Regions from separate parts of the Rattus norvegicus genome. Here region 1 is linked to region 2. A link is a contact called in public Hi-C data. All regions are on one chromosome and are shown on one strand. The core of a region is the stretch at or near the end of the contact, and the rest is flanking DNA. Distances in the headings are between cores, read along the strand shown.

Region 1 (4,479 bases), core at 110-2,609, 80 kb after region 2:
AACCACACATACATATAACAAATAAAAATAAATAAACAAACCGGGCCTGTCTCTGGGTATCGGTCCAAGTGGATAAACTGTTTATAGTCTGTAGACTTACCCTATATCATCAGAGCCCATTACAAAGGTTTTCTTACAGTTTGACAAGGATGAGGACACCTAAGGTAGAGAGTGGTAAAGTCACCAAAGGGAGGAGTTGGAGATTAGATCAGAGGTAGAGCGCTTTCTTAGCAAGCAAAAGGTCAGGGATCTGTCCTTAGATCCTGGTGTGGGGGATGGGATGAGGGAAGGCCTGGGTGGGAGAGGGGTCACCAAGGCGAAAGCTGGCATTTATTGACTTGGGAACTTCTCTGCAGAGAAAAATTCCCCCACAATGCTTTGCTTCTCCAGATGCAGACTCGAATGGCCCCCAGCCAGACACAGACAGTGTGGTCACAGCAGCTGTGTCAGCCTGCTGTGCCTGGTTCCCACGCAGGGGCTGTTGGATTCAAATGCCCAGAGAAACTTGAGACTCACATTCTAAGATAACTTCAGAACGAGAGGCTTATGTATACCAATAGCTCGTCGGTATTTCTAGATATGGACAATACTATCTTATTCTGTGGTATTGAGAAATTGTTTTGATTTAAAAGGGAAACAAGGGGTTGGGGATTTAGCTCAGTGGTAGAGCGCTTGCCTAGGAAGCGCAAGGCCCTGGGTTCGGTCCCCAGCTCCGAAAAAAAAGAACCAAAAAAAAAAAAAAAAAAAAAAAAAGCATAAAAGGGAAACAAATATGTGTGGCCTGTCTTGAAAAAACTGCTTCTAGGGCACATTGTTGTTGCAAAGATTAGATTGCATTGAACATATGATACAGAGATTGCTAACTTAAACTCTTCTGTGACAAGTGGGAATTATTATTTAGTGAGGCGGACTAAAACTTTTGGACGTTAGTTATAAATGTGTATTGTGCTGGGAGGTGGTGGCTCATGCCTTTTATCCCAGCACTCAGGAAGCAGAGGCAGGTAGATCTCTGAGTTTGAGGCTAGTCTGGTCTACAGAGGGAGTTCCAGGACAGCCTTGGGTGGGGGCTGGGGGGTGAGGGAGGAAGGGAGGGAGGGAGAGAAAGAGAGAAAGAATTTCTTTCCAACATGTTTCCCACATGTTTTCTACATTAACTTATGAAATATTCAGTATCTGAGAATTTTCTTGTATAAATTAGAACTTTTTTTGGTCACGTGAAAGAAAACACACGATCCAAACAGAGGCTTAAGCAAAACAAGTTTTTTTCTGGATTATGTAACAAACACAATTCCAGGGCTTCCTCTCCTGCTTCCTCCTCCCAAGCGTTGTTCACAGGCTGGTTCCCACTCAGACTATCAGTATCGCAATAACAGTTCCCTCGGCTCACATCCCTTCAGAAAAACTCTTAGCAGGTCCTGCACGGTGTGGTGCAAGATCCCAGCATCCACCCCCACTTCTGGTGGACTCCAGGTGAAACTCTTTGCCAGGCATTGCTCCTGGCAGAAGTTCTGTGCCCAAGCCAGGGGCAAAACTGGGGCGAAGTAGCCATACTGGGGAAGCAAGGGTTACCTCAGAAGGAGGGGGGCTTTGTGGAGGGCAGTGAGAACAGCTGTCTGTGGGGCAGCTGGAGCTTGGGGTAATTCGTGTGCAATGGAAATCTAGTAGGAGTGAGGGTCTGCCAAAACAAACAAGGGACTCGGAAGGAGAGTGGAAAGGATACAAAAGAGAAATACCCCAACCACTCCATGTTAATATTTTAAAGAAATTGATGTTTCTGGACTTGAGATGTAATTTCAAAAGGAAAGAATAATTGCTTTATTCTTCAGAACTTAAAAAAAAAAAAAAAACCTCCACAAAATGAACTTTGAGAAGAAAATTTTATCCTGAGAGTCACTGGGAATATGATTACTCTTCTAAAAGCATGTCAGACATAAAAGACGTGCTGGGAACCAACTACTGTCAGTTCTGGATGGAGTGTCTAGTTTGAAAATGATTTATTCTCCATGTAAGGCTCTCTCTCTTCTGTAATATGTAAATTGGAGGTGGTTCGTACAACCCAGTGAGAGCTAGAGTAAGAAGTTTGGCTTAAAAGCAGTGACTTTTAAAAATAGTTTTATTGTTAATCTCAGTATTCATCAAGTCTCTGATGGGAGGAAATTTAGTTCAATCATTTTTCTAAGTCGCTGCAGAGAATAAGTAATGATCAAAGAGAAACTGTTTCTGAATCGGCCGCGGTTCACATGTGGTCGTGAGACCAGGTAGCCAACGTGTGAGATTTCTCCTGAGCCCCTCTGGCAGGCACTAGCCATGGCCTAATCCAACAGCTCTTTCTCACGTCTTTCTTGATTAAAACAACAACAAACAAAAACGTTAAATATGTAAATAAAAGCCTTGGTTGTTCCGAAGTGCAAACCACTAGCTCAGTTGCACGGTCTTGGTAAACCACGGCGCTCCTTTTTCTCTGTGTCCCAAAAGAAGGACGTGTAATGAAGTTGTCCGCGAATTCTGCTGGGAGCCTCCATTTTTCTTTCTACTTAAGGGAGACGTAGAGCGAAGAGAAAGCCCCTTTGCTCGCCTTTCTTCCTTCCTCATGGCTCTCTGAAGCGCTATTTTGAGCATTGGCGCCATCTTGTGGCAACAACAGGAAAGGCATGAGAAGAGTCAGCCACCCCCGGTGCTTCTAGACATCTGAAATTATGGGTGGGGCCGAGCCATCTTTAGCTGCACATTTTGTTACATTTCAGCCCAAATAGTCCTGTGATGACATCTTTTCATTTTTTTAAATTTGAGGTCGACATACTAAAAAATCACATAGTTAAAAGTTGAAGTTATATACTTGCCTTGTAAAAGCTAAAACAAAGGATCGACTCATTCTTGAATGGCATTTCTTTTAAAAAGAGTTATTTTTCCTAATTCCATAAATGCATAAAATGTATTTTGACTTCGTTGTCTCCTCTTGTCCAGTCCCCACTTTCTTCTTTTCTAGGTCCCCTCTGAGTTCGATGTTTCCCACTGTTTAACTAGGGTTGCTTGAATGAGCATCAGTAAGGGGATATTATCCAGAGTACCAGCAACTTAGCAGTGGCTGCTCCAGAGAAGAAAACTATGCCATAAACTATGACTAGCTCTTCAAGGAGTGGTGGATCCAATAGGTCCCTCACCTACCCATCCATTTTGGAACGTTGTGGTCATTTGCAGGCACCCATCTTGGGAGTTTCAAATTTGGAAGATCTTTCCACTCCCCCCTCGCTGGTGTTCTCTGAGCCACGGAAGTGGTGCTGTCTCATTTGGGGCTGAGCACTCTGCAGTCTGACTCTCAGCTCTTTGACCAGTTATGAGTCTCTGAAAGTAACCTTCGCCCACTACAAAAATAAGCTTCTCTGACCAAGGCTGACAGTAGCACTACTCTATGGCCAAAAACATTTAAGAGGTAATTTGATGGGGCTGGAGAGATGGCTCAGTGGTTAAGAGCACTGACTGCTCTTCCAGAGGTCCTGAGTTCAATTCCCAGCAACCACATGGTGGCTCACAACTGTCTGTAGTGACATCTGATGCCCTCTCCTAGTGTGTCTGAAGACAGCTACAGTGTACTTATGTATAATAAATAAATAAATCTCTAAAAAAAAAGGTAGTTTGATGGACACAATTGGCCCATTTAGTAAATTAACAGTCATAATTTCCTTGCTTAGGGCCTATGGTCTCCCCAGCCATATTATCTTCTTGATCAGTTTTATAACACCATGCACGAAATCCCTCCAGAAGACCAGCAGAAAGCGGTTGGTTACCTGCAAGCAGTCATTCCATTGCTACGCCGATGAGTACGTCTTGCCTGGTGAGCTGTATCTTGCACGCCCTACAGCTGCATTAGATTGCTTACGGTTTTTCTTTCCCTGTCACCCAAAGTGCATCTACAAGCACTTGGAAAGCTAGTTAGCAGGGAGGAAACTTCCAGCTTAGTTCCAGCTTGACTTCTCTCCATCCTGCAGGCAAACTACGTGGGCTCTTAGCCATAGGGTGTTACTATCTAGTTCTCACGGGCAGCCGAGAGTAGTGTCAGTAGCTGGATTGCTTTGGGAACCAGAGGTCTCCTTGACCAACTGCCCATCCCTGGCCCTGGCATTTTCATTTAAAGCCCATGGCTTTCTGGGAGCTACATTACCTACCCATGTGGAGCGCCTCCATTCAACGCCTCGTAAATTAGTTTTGAAAGCAGTAGATTCCATAAGGCTTCTTCACACAATCTGAATTGTGGCTGACCTTCTCCCAGCTCCCATTTCTCTCCCAGTCTCCTGTCCTCTCCCCAGCAGCTGTTTTACCAACTCTCCTATTCGTCTGAATTTGATCTCAGGGTCTAAAACAGTTAGAGCCTTTTTACCATTTCCTTTGGAATGCTACTAAATAAGTTTGTTAGTAAGATAGCACTCTCTCACAGCTGACACCTGTCCCTGTGTCTCAACTATGGCAGTCAGTAAAATCTCA
Region 2 (5,124 bases), core at 993-3,492:
AACAATTTTATAGACACAGCCCTATAAATTTTCTCAGAAACAAGGAAGAGATTAGCTGTAAATTATGTAAAAATTTAAGCTTTGCATCTATAAACCAAAGTTCAGTATGGATTAAATACGTGTAATAGATTAACGTAAAATGTCTCCAAAAACCAAACCGACTCTTACAAGCAACGGGCCTCGGATTTTCTCCCCAAGCTCCTGAAGTCTGAATAAGAAATGGAGAAAAAAATATGACAGACTTTAGGTCACAGAACCTACTTGGACCTTTTTCTACAAAGTACAAGAGATTAAATAGAAATACTCCCATTTTACCTACTTTATGACAAATTACTCGAAGAATGCCTATTTATGAAACTGAATCAAATCCCATGGCTACCTTTAACCCAAAACTATTTCTAGCTCGAGAGCCAAAGACCCAAGCAAATACGCAAATACTTTCTTTTCACCTTATTCCCAACATGAAGAAATCCGACCCCCCTCCTGCTACATCACAGCTTCTAGAAGAGGCCCCTTTGGCCGACTTTTTTTTTTTTTCAGGACTAACCTCCAACCAATTCCAGTCGAGGAAGCAAACCTCAAACAAATTTAACCCTTGAAATCCACCCCTACGACTCTACCACAGAGTCTAGGCTTCACTGCAGGACTGTCTTGCACAGACACTTAAAAGATTTCTTCGTGAAGTGAAAGCACTAAGCCTCCCAAATCATCACCATCATTTCTCTTGTCAATCACGGGGTGCTGGGACAGCGATTCACCTACGAACTCCTTACTCGCCAACATCATACTTCACATTTAAAAACTTACTGTGCGAAAAGGGAAAAAGAGAAGTCACCTTCTCCACAAGGACACCTGCCTCGCCTCTTCAGTGTCTCTATAAGGATAGCGGAGCCAGAAAGGCTAACAGATACTCCCCAGCTTAAAGTTTCCCTCCCTACTAAACTCTTTGGCCACAGCACCTCGGCTTGTCCTTGTCACACACAGGGTGTATTGTCAATCCCTCCGTCTCCCTCTAATATCACCACACTAGAGGGTGTCTGGCCCATGGGAGTGACTGCTTTTTAAAAAATGCATATGCAAATAATATTAAAGGAACCACCGCTGATGTGTGGTAAGGACGGAGGACCCCGGTGTCCAGTTTCTCTGAGTCTCTTCCAAGCGACTATGGAGAGCTCAAGATCCATCACTGACCATTAGCCAGCCCTACCTACAATCGTCGGGCCAACGTGTATTACTTGTCTTTCTAGGTCCTTTCAGCAGAACCTTGCAAAGGGACCAAATCCCAGCCGCAAGAGGAAAATCTCCTTTATCCGCCCATTCCTACCTCAGAAGCCCTAGTCCCAAGGGGAGAAAGGCAAGTGCAGCCAGGCTAGGCAAAGGGGCCGTCGAAAGCTGCACCCACAGAAAAGCACGCCTCGGTCGCCCCCATTTAGCTGTCCCGGCGAACAAGATTCAGAGAGGCTGACGGGCTGGCCAAGGTCACCGTGCTTGCTCGTCGGGGCCGAGGGGCGCCCGCGCCTACTTCCGGCTCCCCCTTTCGGCGGCGGCTCGGGGCGCCCGCTCCCCACCCGGCCCGCGGCCGCGCGCCCTCCGCGGATGCTCGCACTCCACTAACTAGGGCAACTGGAGTGCGCCGCAGGGACGGCGCTCTGCAGCGCGCAGCTCGCCCCGAGCAGCCCCCAGCTGGTGCGGTGACAGCTGCGACCTCCGCCCCCTGCAGCCGCGCCAGGCCAGCAGGGGAACTCGAGAAAAGTGGGAGCGGGAGATGGGTCCCAGAGCAAGCAGAGCCGGGACGGAGGGCGCCAGCTGCTCCCCGCCCCCTAGGGCCGCCGCGGCCGCGCGGCTCGTGACAGCTGCACCCACCGCGAGGCTCCCGCCGCCACCGCCACCACCGCCGCCGCCGCCGCCGCCACTCACCTGCCTCTGCCGCCGCCGCCTCTGGGCCGCGCTCCCCTGCGCCGCGCTCGCTCGCGACTGTGGCGGCGCCGCCGCGGACTCCGCCACTCCTCGGGCCGGGCGCCCGTCCCCGGGGCCCAGGCAACCCGCCGCCGCCGCCGCCGCCTCGGCTCTCCGGCCCCCTCCTCCGGAGCTGGAGTCCCCCCACTTCAGGGGGATGCAGAACCACCCCGGCGCAAGCTGTGCTTGAGGGAACAACAGCGAACTGCAGCCGAGGCGCTTGAGGCCGCGCTCCGACCGACGGACGACCGGACAAGGTGAATCGCGTCAGTCTCCCGCTCGCCCGGCCTGAAGAACAGGCATTTCAGCCGCTCTCCGCGGCCGCCATGTTCTCCTCCTCCAGGGCCGCCGCCGCCGCCGCCGCCGCCGCCCCCCGCTCGCGGCCCCGCCCCCCGTGCCCCGCCCGCAGCGCCCCGCCCTCGAGCCCCGCCCCACCTACTCGCGGCCCCGCCCTCACCCCTGCCCCCTCCGCGGGCGGGCCCAGAGCCCGGCTGCCCTCCGGCTCCGACGGCGCGCCCCCGGGCACCGCGACCCCACCGGCCCCGCGCGGCGTAAAGCCGCCCCGCGCCCTCTGCCGGCCGCAGGCACGCCAGGGCCGATGTCCTAAGGAAGTGTGAGGAGGCCAGAACTCTTCCCGCACAGACCCTCCCCTCGGGGCGGTCCTCTGTCCGCTGCCAGGAAGCCTCGAACCCCAGAGTACCCCTGGGCGGGCTGAGGGACCTGCGGCCTCCAGCTGTTCTTTATCATTTAGGGAAGGTTGGGGAGCGACCTGGAGGCCCTGGGGAATCACAGAGGAATCTGACCTGGGCCTGTCGCCACTCGTGAGTTGTGTTACTTTGAGTGAGAGACATCCCTTGGGCCTCGGTTTTGTTGTTGTTTTGTTTTGTTTTGTTTTGTTTTGTTGTTCTGTAAAATTTGAGAGGTGGTTTGCCTAGATGATTTCACAGACTATTAGACAAGGGAAAAGTAAGATCATCTGCCCCCTTTCTTTTTGCGGATGAAAAGATCTGACTGACAGTGTCTGGCTCTGCAATTGCGTAAATTGACTAAAATGTCTGTCATTCACAGATCTTTTCCCTCGAGGGGGACCCAAAATTTTTTTTTACCTCCTTTTCTTATTCTATAATGGAAGTGCTACTTGTGTTAGTAGTGTTCCTTGTCGCCAGATGAATCAAGCAGGCACAGGACAGCTCCTTAAGCCTTGATCACTTTATCTGGAAAGCAGCCCTTATCCCAAGACCGGCAATGTGACACTCACTGCTCTGTCCCTGGTGGTGGAAGTGCTGGGCGGCTATCCTTTGCTTTCCTGAGTTCTTGTCCTCGGTTAGCTGTCTTGTGCTGCTGTCTTCTGCTGTGTCTCATCCTGCATTTGATGCCCCAAAGCAGCCTGTGTAAATCTTTAAGTCCTCCATGTCCCTTCCCTGATGCAAATCTGACAACTCCCTGGCCCCTCTCTGAGACAAAGCAGGTCCCTCCACCCTACTACTGTCAGTGCCTTATGCTGCCTTTATCTTCCTTTCCTGGTCATGGTCATACAGCAGCCAGTAGAGCACACTTCATTTATACAGTCATCCATCCATCCATCCATCCCTGTGTTCATTTGGTTGATTCTTATCAAAGCCAGTGCCCTAGTGCATTTGATTAGCTCCTGCCCTTACCGTCCTTACAGTACCACCTACACAATCCACAGCCTTATTAATAGCTGAAATGCCCGAAGGCCTCTATTGAATTCTTAGTAGATATCTGAGTCATATCTACTTAGTCTACTTCTGTGGGGCCTGTTTCCTGATCTAGTACCTCTGCACTGTGCAAAGTGCCTTGTCCTGTCCTCTGGTGCTTACAGATGAGCCAGGCGTTGGGAATCCTCCTATCTCTACTGCACATCAGCCTTATCTTGGTTTTTCTACTAGTGTTTCTAGCCCCTCCATCCTTACTCTCCCCTCCTCCTGTTTCGTACCTCATTCTTTCTTTCTACCTATTCTCTGAACTTTGATTCACTGACACTTGTCCTGTCTTCTCCTTTGTGTGTGTAGGGGGGGGGGGGGCAGGGGTTGTTTGGTTCGTGCAGTTATGTACACATGTATGTCAACTTCTATAGTGCTTCCCCTTAATTTTTTTAATTTTAAATTGCATTTATTAGTGTGTCTGTGTGTGTGTGTGTGTGCATGAGGAGGTCAGAGGACAATTTACTAGAGTTCGTTCTCTTCTTTCCACCATGTTAGCTCCAGAATTCAACCTTAGACTCATTAGGCTTGCTTGGCAGCAAGCTCCCTTTCTCACTGAGTCATCTTATGGGCCACCTTCTTTTTTGAGGCTGTTTTCCTTGAGCCTAGAACTTACCACCTAGCTAGGCTGACTGCCCAGGGAGCTCCAAGAATCTACCTGTTTGTACCGCCAATTCCAACCATGGCAGGTTCACAGATTAAAACCAGCTTGTAAATGTCGGTGTCTTCAAATATTTAATTGTCTTTCCTTCCCCCTCTCTCATGTAAGTTGATTCGGTTTGTGTCCACAGCTTCAACAATTGGTCACTGTCTTCACTTTAAACCATTCTCAGGCTGGAGAGATGACTCAGTGGTTAAGAGCACTGGTTGCTCTTCCAAAGTACCCAGGTTCAATGCCCAGCACACCCATGGTCCTGACAGCTATTCATAACTCCATTGTCAGGATATCTGACATCCTTTTCTGGCCTCCCTGGGCACCAGGCACAAATGTGGTACACCAGCATAGATGCAGGCAAAGCACCCATACTCATAAAATAAATTAAAATTTTTAATTATATATTTTAAAATATTCTCAGTACTGAGATTTTTTTTGTTTGTTTGTTTGGACAGTACCTTGCTACATTCACAGACTGTTCTTCAAGTCTGGGTCCTCCTGCCTCTGCCTCCCAAGTTCTGTAAATATAGGTGTGTGCAGCCCTGCTAAGACTTTACTAGATTATGAATGTAACTTAAGTAGTACTTACATTGCTATAACTATTCACGAGTGCTAAAGAAAAGTCTTTCTCTGGGGTGAAATATCTTACTAAATGAACCCTTTGACCTTCCCTTGTCCTAGTCCCAAGCTAGCACAGTGATATCACTCTCTTGTCCTTCCTGAATGTTTGCCTTTTCTCTGGTCCAAGTCAACCTCTCTCTGGTTCCATCTGCTTTCACTAAGGAAGCC

Evidence for each region. A called contact is a pair of places that touch in the nucleus more often than the background predicts.
Region 1: a contact with region 2 is called in a Hi-C map of liver, with 4 times the contacts expected there. The contact joins the enhancer-like site here to the promoter of Ncoa1 in region 2. A contact is called at or near these places in 7 of 12 Hi-C or Micro-C datasets (the A7r5 cell line, frontal cortex, kidney and 4 more) and 1 of 1 datasets of contacts at active chromatin or transcription factors (oligodendrocytes).

What each region holds. Positions count from the first base shown.
Region 1 is chr6:33,274,647-33,279,125 of GRCr8, forward strand. The region is part of intron 1 of LOC134479112; the gene reads right to left. Among named protein-coding and RNA genes, the nearest start is that of Itsn2, 60 kb to the right of the region's middle. Within about 2 kb of position 1,360, at least 43 of the 93 cell types and tissues checked have an H3K27ac peak or open chromatin away from gene starts, as enhancers often do. A contact at or near this core is called in the A7r5 cell line and liver, where this site is marked.
Region 2 is chr6:33,193,682-33,198,805 of GRCr8, forward strand. Ncoa1 (nuclear receptor coactivator 1) reads right to left here and starts at 2,243. Exons shown (of 23, transcript NM_001395569.1): 1 at 1,918-2,243.